2 separate regions of the Mus musculus genome follow, and region 2 is linked to region 1. Evidence: chromatin contacts called from public promoter capture Hi-C data. All regions are on one chromosome and are shown on one strand. The core of a region is the stretch at or near the end of the contact, and the rest is flanking DNA. Distances in the headings are between cores, read along the strand shown.

Region 1 (7,413 bases), core at 3,247-5,746:
TGGCTAATCCAAGCTCTCTGCTCTATTCTGGAACTACTCTGCCTGGAGACAGCCATCAGCTATCAGTGTGTGGCATCAATGATTCATGGACACTATCCATCTGTCATACAGAATAATGTTTTGAACTGGCCATGGCTCAGCAGGTGACAGCACGTGCAGCCAAGCCTTGGTTCAGGTGCCAGGAGCCACATGGGGGAAGATGAGACCTGTCAGTCTCTGACCTCTGACCTCCACATGTATATCATAGCACACATACAATAACCTTTTTTTTTTAATGAGAACTTTGTAAAACTCATATCTACTCTCAGATCTCTACCCACACGACTTCCACTGATTTCTCACACAATCACTGTGTTAACAGTATTTTGGTGGGACTGGCAGAATAGGCCTGTAATCCTAGCAAGCAACTTAATGAAACTGTCCCAAACTAAAAATTACAAGAGAGCTCTGGCTAGCCCTGGCTTTAAGCTCTAGTACCAGGACCCAAAAACATAACTTTCTTTGATGCAATACAAAGAAATACGCCACCATTTGAAAAATGTGCCCAACTCACTGAACCAATACCTAATTACCTGACAGATAAATTCTGCTAAAATTCAGATTATGTACATAATCCATTCTGAGTTCACACAATGTGTTTTTAAGTATAACTGAGTATGAAAGATCATCAGATAGGATTTCAGATTCCATGTTGCAACTAACCTTTAAGAAGGTACCACACATTTCTGAGTTCGAGGCCAGCCTGGTCTACAAAGTGAGTTCTAGGACTGCCAGGGCTATACAGAGAAACCCTGTCTCGAACCCCCACCCCCCAAAAAAAGAAGGTGCCACACCAGGCAGTGGTGGCAAACACATGTAATCCCAGCACTCAGGAGACAGAGGCAGGGGGAGTTCCAGGACAGCCTGGTCTACAGAGTGAGTTCCAGGATAGCCAAGGCCACCCAGAGAAACTCTGTCTCAAAACAAACAAACAAACAAGACAGAAATGGCAAGTGTTGAGTCTGAAGACACACTAAACAAAGACACCCACCATTGATTGTTCCCTCCCCTGCACAGCCATTAGCTGCATCTGGCTGGATCCCCTCCATGCATGCACTTCGACCTAAACAAGATATTGCAATAGACTAAATGTGGAAATAACCTAGCTGTTTGTACCTTCTGACACTAAAGATTTTGGGGTTGGGGGTGGTGAGGAAGGGAGGGAAAGGAGAGAGGAGAGTTTTGAAAACGGGCATGGGAAACTTAGAAAAATGTGAAACACTACCACTCTTCTCACTAGGTCTGCAGGTGGTCTGTTTTGGTTATCACTTAAAAATGTGTTGTTTATATTGATATGTAATATGATTTCTAAGGATGTAAAGAGTCCTGAGATTGAGTTTTTAAATATCTGATTTATGAACGGATTTTAAAAGCAGCTGTGCAACTCTAATATAAAATCCCAATGTCCCAAACCTTCTGAACACTAGCAGGACTCCACAGACACAGTCACGGCTGACCTCACCTCACATACTGCACCCCAAATGTAGGCACGCTAAAAACGTTTATAAAATCATGTATCTCATTAGACATGAAAATATTCCAAGACCTAAAACACTCTTGGTCCAAGAATATCAGGTAAGAGATGTGTTAGTTACATCAAGTCCCTGCAAACCAAGAACCAAGACAATAAAATTACTAATGGGGGTGAGGGGAGACCTATTTTTTTTTAGGAGAATTACATAAAAGATGAAAATGAGCACAATAGCAAACCAAAACATTTTATGTAACGTCAATAAAGACAAAATAGGGGCTGGAGATGTGGCTCCGCAGTTAAGAGCACTGGCTGCTCTTCAGAGGACCTGAGTTCAATTCCCAGCACCCACAACTGTCTACTCCAGTTCCAGGGGATCTGACACCCTCACACAGACATACATGCTGTCAAAACACCAATGCATATGAAATACAAATCTTTAAAAAGATAAAAATACAAAATAAAGACAAAATAATGTATCGATAAAAATTACTTTGTAATTCTAACTCCCAGAGCAACATTGTCACTGAGAACCTGGAAGATAGGTTAGTAAAATTTCAGCCACCACCAAGAGGGAGACAGCCAAGATTCTGTCAGAGAGGCCAGGCAAGCGAGGATACTCAGCTCTCCAGCACCATCCCAGGGAACGCAGCTCAGGGCGTACCTGTTCTATTTAAAAGGGAACACAGCTCAGGGCGTACCTGTTCTATTTAAAACATGTACGTTTCCATCAAAGGGCAGTGAGGCTACACTCTCTCAGCCTCAAACAAGGAAGTGGGTCCTAGGGACTGATCTGTGCTAACACTGCTCAGTCTGAAGTCTCCCTTCAGCCACTTACACCGAGGGCGATCAGTAGCAGCAACAGTTATGCCTACTGAGCACTTCCCGTGAGCCATGCTCTGTGGACAAGCGCCACACTCGTGTTAACTTCATGAGATCACCCTAAGTGCACAAGCACCATCATCTCCATTTTGGGCAAGGACAGAACTGCATCCAGAGAATAAACAGCTTGCCTGCAGCAAGCCAGGACACAAACTCAGCCACTCTGGCCGAGCCCCAACTCCTCAGCCACTGCGACACTACAGCCAGGCACTGTGACCTGCAGTGACATGAGGTCTAACACACAGCACCCACCCTCAACCCTCTCCGGCATGTGCACCGATATCCGCTGCTCAAGTTACGATCCTAAGGGATGTGCAGAGGATCACCAGTCACCGTTTCCTCCTATCTGAACTCAGAGCTGAGGGCATCAAGCAAGAAGAGCAGACTCTGAAGATGACTACTGAGGAGGAAGCTAAAAAGGCAAAATCCAAACTTTAGGATGCCATACAAATTAAAATAGTTCACGCCCTTGCAGCTTTTACCTCTAACTAATGCAGGGTTAATCATTACACGGCACTGCCGCCAGACTTTTCTAAAGAGGATGCTTCAAGGGAGAGAGCAAGATGGTTCTGCAAGCACCGGCTCATGGCCATGACCACTCTCCTTCCATCACCTGCACCACAAGGTCGAAAAGAGAACCAAAACTCAAAAGTGCTCTGATCTATACACACATGTAAAAGAAATAAGGGGTAACCCTTGAGCCAAATCAATTGGAAAACCTTTATTTAAAAATTGCTACCACTGGGCTGGAGAGATGGCTCAATGATTAAGGGCCGTTCTTTCGGAGAACCTGGGTGGGTCTGATTCCAAGCATCCACATGGTGGCTCACAACCATATGTAACTCCAATTCCAGTGAATCTGACACATTCTTCTGACCTCCTCAGGTACACACATGGTGCACACACACATGCACACACAGGCACACACACATATGTATATATACATATGCATATGCGTATAAATCTTAAGAAACTAAAAATACCACAGAAGGTTAAATTACGTTAATATATTTGACATTTATGTCATGTTGGTCAAACACATAAGGGGTCTGTTTCAGAGTCCAACAGAGATTACAATTTTAAACACTGATCCATCAATTCAAGGCAAAACTCTATGGTCATTCAAAATGACAGTGTAACTCCATTGTAGAATGTGACTCGGGAGAACGAGAAACCAAGCAAACCAGGAGAAACTCGGGTGGACTAAGGCATCGCCAAAGTGCGGCCCATTAGAGGGATCTGATTACAGATCTCCAGGACTTTGGTTTTGACATCTGGCCTGTTTTAAAATCCGTACCGTTCAAAGTGCCTTAAATAAATCATTTCTTCTGCAGCCAACGAAACCAGAAACATTTCCAAAACACAATTACAAAAATAACTTCCTCTCTCAGGGAAGCAAGGAGAACTGTGAGAATAAGTCAGAAGCTGGCCAAGGAAGAGCGAGCGCTCGGGAGAGCCACTCGACTCTGTGGACTGCGAACTGCCGGGTACCTGATGGGCACCGTTACCATTCCGAACACCTGGAGAGGGCTTGCCACAGACAGCCTGCCATGCCAGCGGGATCGCCGTCGTTACCTCACACGCCGTGCGAGACCTGCATCATCCACGGACCAGCATACACAGTCAACGTCCACCCCGACCACCCGGGGAGGTGTTGAAACTGCCGTCCACGGCGCTAAACTGTCAGGGAGCAGCCAATCAAAGGGTCCCGGGGCGCGGCAGGGCGGAGGCCAGGGAGTGGCGGGCAGCGGAGCGCGGAGGAGAGTGCACGGGGCGACGACCGCCCCGGCTCGCTCGACTGCCCGCCTCGCCGCCTGGCAGCGCGCTTCGCCTCCGCCAAGTGAACCGAGGAGCCGCCGGGAGCCGGCGAGCGGGACGCGCGGGCGGCGGGGACGCTCACCGGCTCGGCTTGGGCGCTGCGCTCGGCCTCCGCGCCCGGGACTCCCGGGGCGCACGGCGGTTCCTCGCCGCCCGCCGCCCTTCTCCCGCCGTCCGCCGCCCGCGGCCCGCCGTTTTCATACAAACCCGGGTGGCAGGAGAGGCGGAGGCGGCGAAGACGGCCGCGGAACATGCCCGCATCCCGGGCAACGTCAGCGCGGCGCCCCGCCCAACTCACGGCTCCGAGGGCCGGCTCGCGTGCGCCCGGTAGGGCGCGTGCGCGTGGGGGAAGGGCGCTTCCAGGGAAGGGCGGGACGTCGGGGGGGGGGGGGGCCCGCGGGGCGCGTGCCCGCCGGCGGGGGCGGCACGCCTGGAGGGAAGACAAGCTGCGCGTGCGCAAGGTCGGGTGGGTACCAAGAGGCGGGGCGGGGCGAGGAGGGGCGGGGCGGGGCGGGCGGGGCAGGGTGGGGCGGAGTAGGGAAAGGACTCCACTCTGGCGTGGGCAACCGGCGGTGCGCGCCCTTACCTTTGGGTTCCTGTGGGTCGTGGGCCAGTGTAAACGTGTTAGCCCGCTAGCAGATCGACACGTTCATCAAATCGCCTTCTTTTTTCCTTCCCAACCGGGGGCGTAGCTCCCAAATCCCATCAAACCTTGGGAAACAGTGAGGCTAGTCCTTCCTGACCCCAAGTTGACCCAGAACAGGCTGTGAAGGCTGTGGCGCATGGCCCATTTATCCAGGTAAATGAGATTATCTGATGGTACTGCGAACAAAATGTCATGCCCATTCATTTCAAAACGATGTTATGGAAAACCTTGGTGCAGAAGCTAAAGGCAAAAAACAGTGGGGGAGAAGTAGGGAGCATGCTTGTGTTTTGACTGTGTTTAAATACTCTGAGATACATTGTTAATAAAGACATCATTTGCCTTTTTAAGGAGCATCGACCATGCTCCCTGTTTATGGTGGTTGGTAAGGGATGTAAAATTATCACAGCATGATAGGGGACTAAACTGAGCCCTGTGGGGTTTTTATTTTGTTCTTATGTTTCGTTCAAGCAGGTTTGTGGAGGTAATTCAAAAAACGTATTCAAGGTGTGAAACAGTGCTTCATGCTACTTGCTCTTGGCAGATGTCTTTACTGAGAGGAACAAAAGACTGCCATTTTATAAATGTTGGTTTTCCCCATACCTATAACACATGTGCACATAATGATAGATTCAAGTATTTAAAATACCTTTAAACCACTCTCCACCACAAACTCCCCAAAATGAAAACGATTGTCTAAGAACATTTAGTAGTTCAAAATTCATGAGACATTATTCAAAGAACGTGTTTCTAAATCAACTTGCAATCTAGAAATACATATAAATTGAATTCCTCTTTAGCAAAGTATGGTTAATGGTCAGAACAAAGGCTCAGAAGATTGGCCCATACAGCCGGGTAACCCACAGCGTCATTGGCTTTGAAGTTATTGCAAACACACAACTTGCAGATGAATGGCACCTTTAGCAAGTGTGAGAACCTTCTCACCTGGAGAAGGATTGGGCTCCAGCTCTTATCAGACCCATGGGAGTTCCCAGCCTCAAGGACCATAACTTAAAAGCATGGAAGCACAAGGGTTTGAGCACTCGGGAATTAGCTGGCTACTTCTCTGAGCACCACACTGCTCCAGCTGTCTCCAAACCCTCAGCCAGAGCACTGTGCAGGAGCAAGGGTCCTCCAAGATCTCCCTCCATCGCCATGCTGTTAGACACCTTCTCTCCCAGAGCCACTCCTTTGAAGGCTCAGCTCAATCTTGTACGCCTCCACTTCCCTTCTCCCCAGAGGCCTGCTTCCAACCTACCTGAACAGTAGTGGAATTCAAATGATTTTGAAACCTCACTCATTGTGTGGCAATAAACTAATGACTAGAGGGAAGCATGACTCAGTGACCGGATACATGCTTTGCACTGGGGCCCCAGTTCAATACCAACTGCCACAAAAATAACTTGTAAAAAAGAGTCATCAGATGTAGGTCAGTCTAGATCGCTTAACTGGCACACCTCAGCCTGGCAACTCAGAGATTCTGTACAACTTCACTTATTTCGGCTTTAGTGGTAGAGAGCATGGCTCCATCTCTCTTGATTTCTTTACCTCTTAAATCTTTAATACTGTGGCTTACAAAATGCAACAAACTTAATAATGAAACTGTAGCTGAAAGATCTAGAATATCCATGGACCTCTCCAAAAGTACGGTTTCCGTGGGGAGCATAAATGTTGGGACAGCAGTTCGGTCCTGGATTTCTGAAACCTGGTGGGTCCTCCGGAATTGCAAGACTGTTATAGCTCTTCGCCATATTCAACAATCAACAATTTACTGAACACCTATATAGGTCAGAGGCAATCATCTGGAGATCTTTGGGGAAATAAAGCAAATAACTTCACTGGATGAAATGTCTAGCAACTGCCCTGTGTCAGGCTGAAGAATTTCCTACAAATAGGCCGAGGAGCAGAAATTCAGGATGAAGAACTTGAGCCGAACCTAAATAAATGTGGCCAAGCTGGGAGATGGGAGAAATAACCCTTATATGGCACACAATGGAATGGATTTAGATGTAAAAGGTCTTACCATGGTTTCCATCTGGTTGCTACAAATGGCATGGTGATCAGGGCCAGAAAACTTGAGAGAGAGAGACAGAGAGAGAGAGACAGAGAGAGATAGAAAGACAGAGAGAGAGACAGAGACAGAGAGACAGAGACAGAGAGAGAGAGAGAGAGGGTTTTTTTTTTCCTGTAGGCCTGGCTGTTCTAGAACTAGTTCTGTACACCAGGCTAGTCTTAAACTTGCAGAAATACAGCTGCCTCTATTTCCTGTTTGCTGGGATTAAAGGCTTGGGCCACCATCACCTGGGAACAACTAAAATCTTAAACTGTCAGTCCAAGAATATAACTGGGACTGAGCTCATTATAAAAATTCATTTTTTTAAGGGCCAGCCTGCTCAGTGGTAAGGACCCTGAGCACTAAGCCAGGGGATCTAAATCCAATCTTTTCAACCCATGTGATGCAAGGAGAGAAGCAGCTGCAAGCTGTCCTCTGATTCCCTCATGCCCTGTGGGAAAGGGGCTGAGCTGCATGGATGGTATAATCCTACATAAAGTATTTAAA
Region 2 (7,413 bases), core at 2,794-5,293, 190 kb after region 1:
TAGTCCTTGAGTGACACACTGACTCCCCCTCTGTCTCAGGGATAGTCTTCAAACCATTCAGTATACAACATCCTGAGATCATTTGTGTGTTGTCTAATGGGCATTTCCCTAGGATCTGGCCAAGGTTCTTGGCTGCATCCTTTCTTAGCTGTGGCTTCATGGGGACCTTCACGCAATAACTCTCCGAGTGACTTAGTTCTCCATTCCCAGGGTCAGCACAGATGTTGCCCCAGTGTACGCAGCATTGAGACGTAGCGTATTTGTAGCAGTATGAAGATACTCCTGTTGGATTGAACTGAGTGTTCATCACTTCTGGCACTCCTGGCCTATTGCACAGCTCGAAGCACGAGGGTGAGGTTAGGTTGTTTGGTCCATAGGGGTCCAGGTTGTTCTGATGTTCACTGCTGAAATGAAAAAGGCCAGACCCGGGGACGGAGACATAGGTCTGTGAAGACTGGCTGCCCACGGGAAAGCTGTGAACTGGAAGACCAAGGGCAGTTTCATATTGCTGGCACTCAGGGACCAAACCCCACAAACTGTCTTGAGGATTCTGCACCAAGTGATATTGCAAGTGTCCTTTCCCATTTAAGACGTCAGAGACGGTCCTGGTCTGTGGTATCTGAAGTGCACTCCCACAGGGTAGAGATGGCAAGGCCATGGAAGACAATGGAGATTGCATGTGGACCTGGGGCATTCCCTCAGTAAGAGTCTGTGGCTGGGGAGCTACCTTAGGCAAAGGTTGAGGATGGACCAGGGTGAGGGGCTGGGGAAGGGCTGGAAGACCATGACTCAGCACTGGGGCTGAAGCTGTTTTACAGACCCCATTGAACAGCACAAGGCAAGGCTCTGGTGAGTAGCTGCTCGCAGGAACCAGGAGAGTGGCCATGATGGACTCACTGTGCAGAGAGGGGAGACCCCAGAAGAGCTGGCTGTGTTTCTGGCCCAGGTCTCCCTCTGGGATCTTCACATACAGGACCTGGTCATAAGCCCCAAAATACTTCCGTTTCCCTTTCAGCTTCAAGTTGATTTTTGGGACCTGGGTGTCTAGGTTAGTGACAGTCGAACCCTGCGAATTCCACAGGGCTGTGAGTTTGCCTTCTGACCTCTTGGGATCTGGAGAAATGTCATCCCTCTTTTTCACCTCCTCCAGAGTCTGGGGAGACATTTTCTTTTTCATTTGTCTCTTCAAGAGTTCCTGTATGTGAAGAGCAAGAGAGGAAATCGGGCCTGCGCCTCCTTACAAGGCATCACGCAACCCCCCACACAGGAAAGCTTTCTCCTGCCGAGAACCAGCGTGACGATCTCATGAGGTGAGATGTGCGTCCTGCTGAGGAGAGCCATCAGGGTTGGTCAGGGTTGATCTACCTACTGAAGACAAGGTGGTCTGGTTGGCTCACAGGGTTATTCTTCCTAGTGTGAAGCATTCCCAAGGATGGGGGTGTGTGCAGCTGGGGTAGGGAATGGTCACTTGGGATTTCAAATCCAAGGGAGAACTAGGTGCTAGTGTCAGAGAGCTACCTAGTGAGAATGAAAGCAAGCCCCCTTCCCCCACAGGGGTGCCCTGGTTAGGTGACAGGATGGAGGGAGGGTGGGAAAAGGCCCAGGTAGAGGGGCTTAGATTAGGTTCCCTAGAGGTGCCAGGGACATTGAGGACAGCCACAAGAGCTACAGAAGCCAAAGGGACCAGAGATGGGGCACTAGGTACTGGCGATGCCAGGCACAGCAAGATGGCTGACCTCAGCAGGACACAGTAAGTAGCTGCTATCGTGATGCCCACTCACGGGGCTTCAAAGCCCTTGTAAAACGGCCAAAACAAGGAACAGATAGCCATGTGGCCGACCTCAGCTAAGATCACCTGAGGCCTGTCATGGTCTGTCACATCTCTGACCTAGAAAAACTCTCAAGTTTCTACAAAGCTCCGAGCCACTTGTGCTTTCTAGCGACTATCCCTCCCAACACTAGGGTGGGCTGCACCAAGCTCCCGGGGTGCACACACCATGTTACAAAGGCAACAAGGCTAAAGGGAAATTCATGAATCACCTTCCAGAACAAACAACTTCTTTCCTTCTCCTGTTTCTCTCTGGAAAGCTCTCCAAACTGGAAAACATGAACAGTAGTTTATATGGCATTGTGGTTGTTAGCCTCAAATGGAAATTTGGTGGGATCAATAAGCCTTAGAAAGGAGTCCTTGCTCATGGCTGTGAGGCATCTTCTAGATTAGCTTAATGAGATGGGAAAACCCATGCTAAATGGCAGCCCTGGTCAGCAGGCTGAGGCCCTGGACTTCTTTTACACAGAGAAAGCAAGCCGTCATGAATCTCAGCCTCCTGACAGCAGATACAATGTAATGAGCCACCTCAAGCTCCCATTACCCTGGCCTCCCCACCAGGACAGAGTGTATGCTTGAACTGTAAACCAAAGCAAACTCTTACTAGATAGCTTTTGTCACAGTATTGCATTGTGGCAACAGTAAACATAACTAATACAGAAATGAAGGTTGAGACACAAAGACTCTATAAGAGTCCTTTTATGGGAAACAGAAGATACCTGCGTGCTCAGGAGGAGCACAGCATTTTACATGATGATGTCAGGAGACAGAAGTCATGACTTCAAGCAACCAGTGGGCCATCTTAAACTTCTCTTGGCGAGCAAGAAGGACCCAGTGCCCTTCTTACCAACTGCTTCATACCGATTTCTGTATTAGCCACCTCTCTGTTGCTGTGATAAAAATAGCAAGAGCAAAGCAACTTGTAGATGAAAGGATGCGTGTGGGTTTACAGTTCCAAAGGATTAAGAGTCTGTTGTGCCAAGAATCTTAGTCAGCAGGCCAGTAGCTATGGTGGCAGGAAGAGTGGAAAACCCACATCTCGAGCCTCAGGCAGGAAGCAGGAAGCAGAGGGCGCAGACTTAAAATGGTGTGAGTCTTTAAGCTCTTACAGTTCTTCCCTGGGGACATACTTTTCCTTCAACAAGGCTATGCCTCTGGAGCCTCACCCAAAGCAACGCCACCTATTGGAGACCAAGCATTCAAATGCCTGAGACTATGGGGCGACATCTCACTCAAACCACCACATTCCAAGAGCCGCTGCTTGGAGAAATGCCCCAGGTGTAAGCCATTTCTGAGAGAGCTGTCTCCTGAGAGGAACTGTGCCTAGAAAATGATGTCATTGGACTGTGGGCCGAGGATCTCGGGAGGGGGCTCCTTGAGGGGCTCAGGTGGAACAGAGCAGGCGACAGCTTTACTACCACCTGCTGCTGTTCTGTTGGTCCCACCCTGTGCTAAGAACAAAAGAATGGGGGAGTAGGGACTCCCCCCCCCCCCCCCCCCGCTTCTCTTGGACGGCTAATATACAAGAACACCGACTTCAAATAACAGTTTCCCGTCCTAACTTTGAAAGACAGTCATCATTCTCAATTGTTCTTTGGGAAACTAAAGGGAGAGTTTGTGACATCATAAAGGGTGCTCTCAGACCCAAGCACTCTACTCTGGGTATTGACTCTGGCCAGCAGCCTCAGCTCAGCACCTCGGAAAGCTCCGCGTCCTAGGGACAGAGCTTAGACTCCTCCAGGCTTTGCTCAGAGTCTCTCAGGGGCCTCTCCACCAGCCCAGCTAAGGAAAGGCCTGCTGAAGGAGCTTGAGAGGTGGGACATGGCAGACTAAGTGTCAGGAGATACTGCTCTTCAGAGAACCCATCATGTGGAACTAAGCCAATGAGACCAGGGATCTGTGCACCCAGAGAGGTGTCCGTGGGCCCAGGTGACAACCTTGGTCCTCCTTGGATCCCCGCCCTGCCAGACCTCATTCCCTAGGGAAGTAGTGCTCTCTTCTCTCCTCAGCATCCCCCTTCAGACACGGAGCCAAACTCTAAACTCACCCAATCCTATTAACCAAGACTCGCTCCAGGGAGTTCACCGCTTCTGCCTCACCTTTCCGAGGCCTTGACGTTTCCACAGCAACAGAATGAAGTCAGTATGAGGTGTGACAGGAACAGGAGAAGCAACCCCTGCACTCAGCAAGGTAGAGTGGGCCAGTGTCCAAGAGCACTGAGCCAAAGCTCAGCCATGGTTCCGTAGCGCTGCTCAGAATGGAGAGCACCTTCCGCATAGTGACTCACACAGCTGCCAGGAGAGCTGAGGCTGTGTGGGCCTCGCTGTAAGCAGCATCACTGCATCACAGAGCAGGGAAGAGTCATAGAGGGTTTGTGAGTGCAGGGAGGAGGGTGAGCCTCAATACTCCCCTCCACCAGCACCCCTCCAAGTCCCAGCCGAGGCATCTCTGCCCAAGCCTGCTGCTCCAGTCCCATCCTGCTTCCCTGTGTGCCCTCTCTCTGGCCAGGGTCACAGTGTGTGTGTGTGTGTGTCTGTGTGTGAGTGTGTTTGTGTCTGTGTCTCTATGTGAATGTGCTTGTGTGTATCTGTGTGTGTGTGTGTAGTGTGTGTCTGTCTTTGTGTGTGTGTGTCTCTGTGAGTGTCTGTGAGCGTGTCCGTGTGTGTGTGAGTGTGTGTGAGTGTTTGAGTGTGTGTGTGTGTGTGTGTGTGTGTGTGGCTTCACCTCAGCTCCTTATGGTTCTGCTACTCTCAGTTATGATGTCACACACCAGAAGGCCAGCAGCTTCTGGAACTGGAATTCTTGCTTCTGGCTGGATTTTTAGTCTCAGGCACAAATGTCTTCCAGTACATGTCACCTATGAAATAGCTTCTTTTCACTCAGATTCATTCCTTTCTACATTTATAAATGCTGATGAGAACATTTTCATGTTCCTGACAGTACTTTCACATCTTTAATCGGGGTGGACTCAAATCGTCAAACTCATATAAAATATAGATTATGCTAAATGGATACAATTGCATCTTCAGGCATTCTTTGGTCTAATTTATTCCATTTATGTTTCTGAAATTAGTGAAACTTCAAGTTAACTGAGTTACACAGACACACAGACACACAGAGACACACAGATACACAGATACACATAGACACATACACATACACACTGACACATGCAGATACACATATGCATACAGATACACAGACACACAGACAGACAGACACATATAGACACACATACACAGAGACAGACTCACAGACACATATAGACACACATGCACACAGACACACAGACACACACACACAAACTTCCTCTCACAAATCAATGTACTGTTCTTGTGTGAGAAGAGTCCATCTTCCCTCCTTTCATTTCTCCCACATACATCATTATTGTGATCTCCATTTCTCCACGTATAGATTGTCCCTGGTCATGTCAGTGATTGCATGATCCCCTCATGGGCCTGATCAACAATACACACTTAGGGTAAGTCCCCAAGTCCTTGGTGACAGAGTGGGACTCAGGATTGTCAAAGCCAGGGAAGAACCTGGGCTGAGCTCTGTCACTGATTATTTCTAAAATACACTTGCTGTCACTGCCTGGTAATGTCCCCCACAGCCCCCAAACTGAAGAGTGTGTCACATGTTCTCCAAGTAGCATTTCCTCTCAGGGTTAAAAGAACCCAAGACTGAATGGCCCACGCCCCACTTCACCCCCTCATCCCTGCTCTTGATGCTCCCTTCTGTCTGCTGTGCTCCAGCCTGTCTGCATGCTTCTCATGCCTCTTACTAGCTCTCCCGGGAGGGGATAGACTCCAAGTGAGGCAGAACCCCACCAGTTAAGCACACATGTCTTGTCCAGAGGACAAGTTCCACTCCTTTGGCTTGCAACCTTGGCCAAGGCTTCATGTAGAACCTAGGAGAGCGATATGGAAACTTGGAGGTCACAGGCTTGGGGAGAAGGGGCTCACAGCTAGGTTGAAGAATTGTGTTTCACAGAGATCAAAGCTTCAAGCCTGAATTAAAAAGTGCAACCCCTCAACAGCTGCAAACCACCCTGAGCACCCCAAGGGGCTGTGGGTGAGCGCTGCCTGAACACCATTGCCTAGCTAGGCTGCCCTGCCCATGTCTTGAGCTTTCTGCTAGGAACTCCCAGTCCTTTGGCATAGATGACCAAACAAAAACTGTTGCCCTTTTAAATGGCATCACTGGCCAGATATATTCACGTACAGACTTGTGCCAAGGGTTCAAACCCACATGAAGTTTCAGTAAAAGTTCTTTTCCAGCCGGGCGTGGTGGTGCACGCCTTTAGTCCCAGCACTTGGGAGGCAGAGGCAGGTGAATTTCTAAGTTCGAGGCCAGCCTGGTCTACAGAGTGAGTTCCAAGACAGCCAGGGCTATACAGGGAAACCCTGTCTCGAAAAAAACAAAACAAAACAAAACAAAACAAAACAAAAACAAAAACCAAAAAAACAAAAATCAAAAAAAATTTCTTTTCCCCAATTGTAATTTCTTTGTTTTCAGTAACCTCCCAGAAGTTCCTCCAGGGCTAGAAGGAATAAGAAATTAAGGACCCAGTTCTGGTCTTGTGGATCCTCAAAAAAGGAAACTTTATTAAGATGTAATTGGATACTTTGTGGATACATTGTGCATTGCCAACTATAACCTCCATTAACATTAATTGATAGACCATTCTAATACTTAACCCTTTCTCCACTGACTGTAGCTATTTCTAACATAATTGCTACTCAACTCTAGAGCACCCCACCAGAGCCCCTGACCTCCAAATGTCTTCCAATACTCTGTCAAATGGGCTCTCTCAGCAACCCAGTGAACAAGACGGGCAGGCATTGGAGCATTTTCTCAATGAATGAACATAAGCTCAGAGAGGTTAAGTCTCTAGGTGGCACCTAGAGATCTCACAAATTCTTATGTTCCCAATCATTTGAAAAGTGTTAAATGTGACTTCTTAACAACTAGGTTCTAAGGGTTTTTTAAAAAATAATTTATTTCATGTGCATTGGTGGTTTTTTGTGCATGTATGTCTGTGTGAGGGTGTCAGACAGTTGTGAACTGCCGTGTGGGGGGGAATTGAATTTGGGTCCTTCGGAAGAGCTGTTCACTGCTATTATCTCTTCATCCCCAGGTCCTTGTCTTAAAATGAAAGCAGTTTCACAGCTGGTAATGATTGTGCAGCCGGATCCCCATGCGGGACTCCTAAATCGGGAGCAGGGGCTGTCTCCGACTACACTGCCTGCCTTTGGGTCCCTTCCCCTAACTGGGCTGCCTGGTCTGGCCTCAGTAGAAGTAATGCCTAGTCTTACTTCGACTTAATATGCCAAGGCTGGCTGATATCCATGGGAGACCTCCCCTTTTCTGAGGAGAAGGGAAGAAGGGAAGGGGAGAGGGGGAAATGGAAGGTGAAGCTGCGATCCAGATGTAAATGAGTTACTTAATAAAAAAGAAAGAAGAGAGGCTGCATTTTTAGAGAGATTTTGGACTTTTACAGACTTCGGATTTTTTTTAAGGAGATTGAACTTCTAAAGTGATTAAAAGGCTGTAGGATTTTTAAGACTGTAACGTGTTTTATA

The links. Capture Hi-C pulls out chosen DNA fragments and counts their contacts.
Region 2: a promoter capture Hi-C map of liver shows a contact between it and region 1. The contact joins the promoter of 1700014D04Rik here to the promoter of Agtpbp1 in region 1. A contact is called at or near these places in 11 of 39 promoter capture datasets (the C10 cell line, the HPC-7 cell line, HPC-7-derived erythroid cells and 5 more), 3 of 484 Hi-C or Micro-C datasets (bone marrow-derived macrophages and embryonic stem cells), 5 of 115 datasets of contacts at active chromatin or transcription factors (embryonic stem cells and pro-B cells) and 4 of 9 other capture datasets (adipose tissue, liver, macrophages and 1 more).

What each region holds. Positions count from the first base shown.
Region 1 is chr13:59,552,806-59,560,218 of GRCm38.p6, forward strand. It overlaps Agtpbp1 (ATP/GTP binding protein 1), which reads right to left and starts at 4,497. Exons shown (of 26, transcript NM_001377097.1): 1 at 4,293-4,497.
Region 2 is chr13:59,742,828-59,750,240 of GRCm38.p6, forward strand. 1700014D04Rik (spermatogenesis-associated protein 31D1) reads right to left here and starts at 4,044. Exons shown (of 2, transcript XM_017315672.2): 1 at 3,928-4,044; 2 at 1-1,195. The coding sequence starts at 1,177.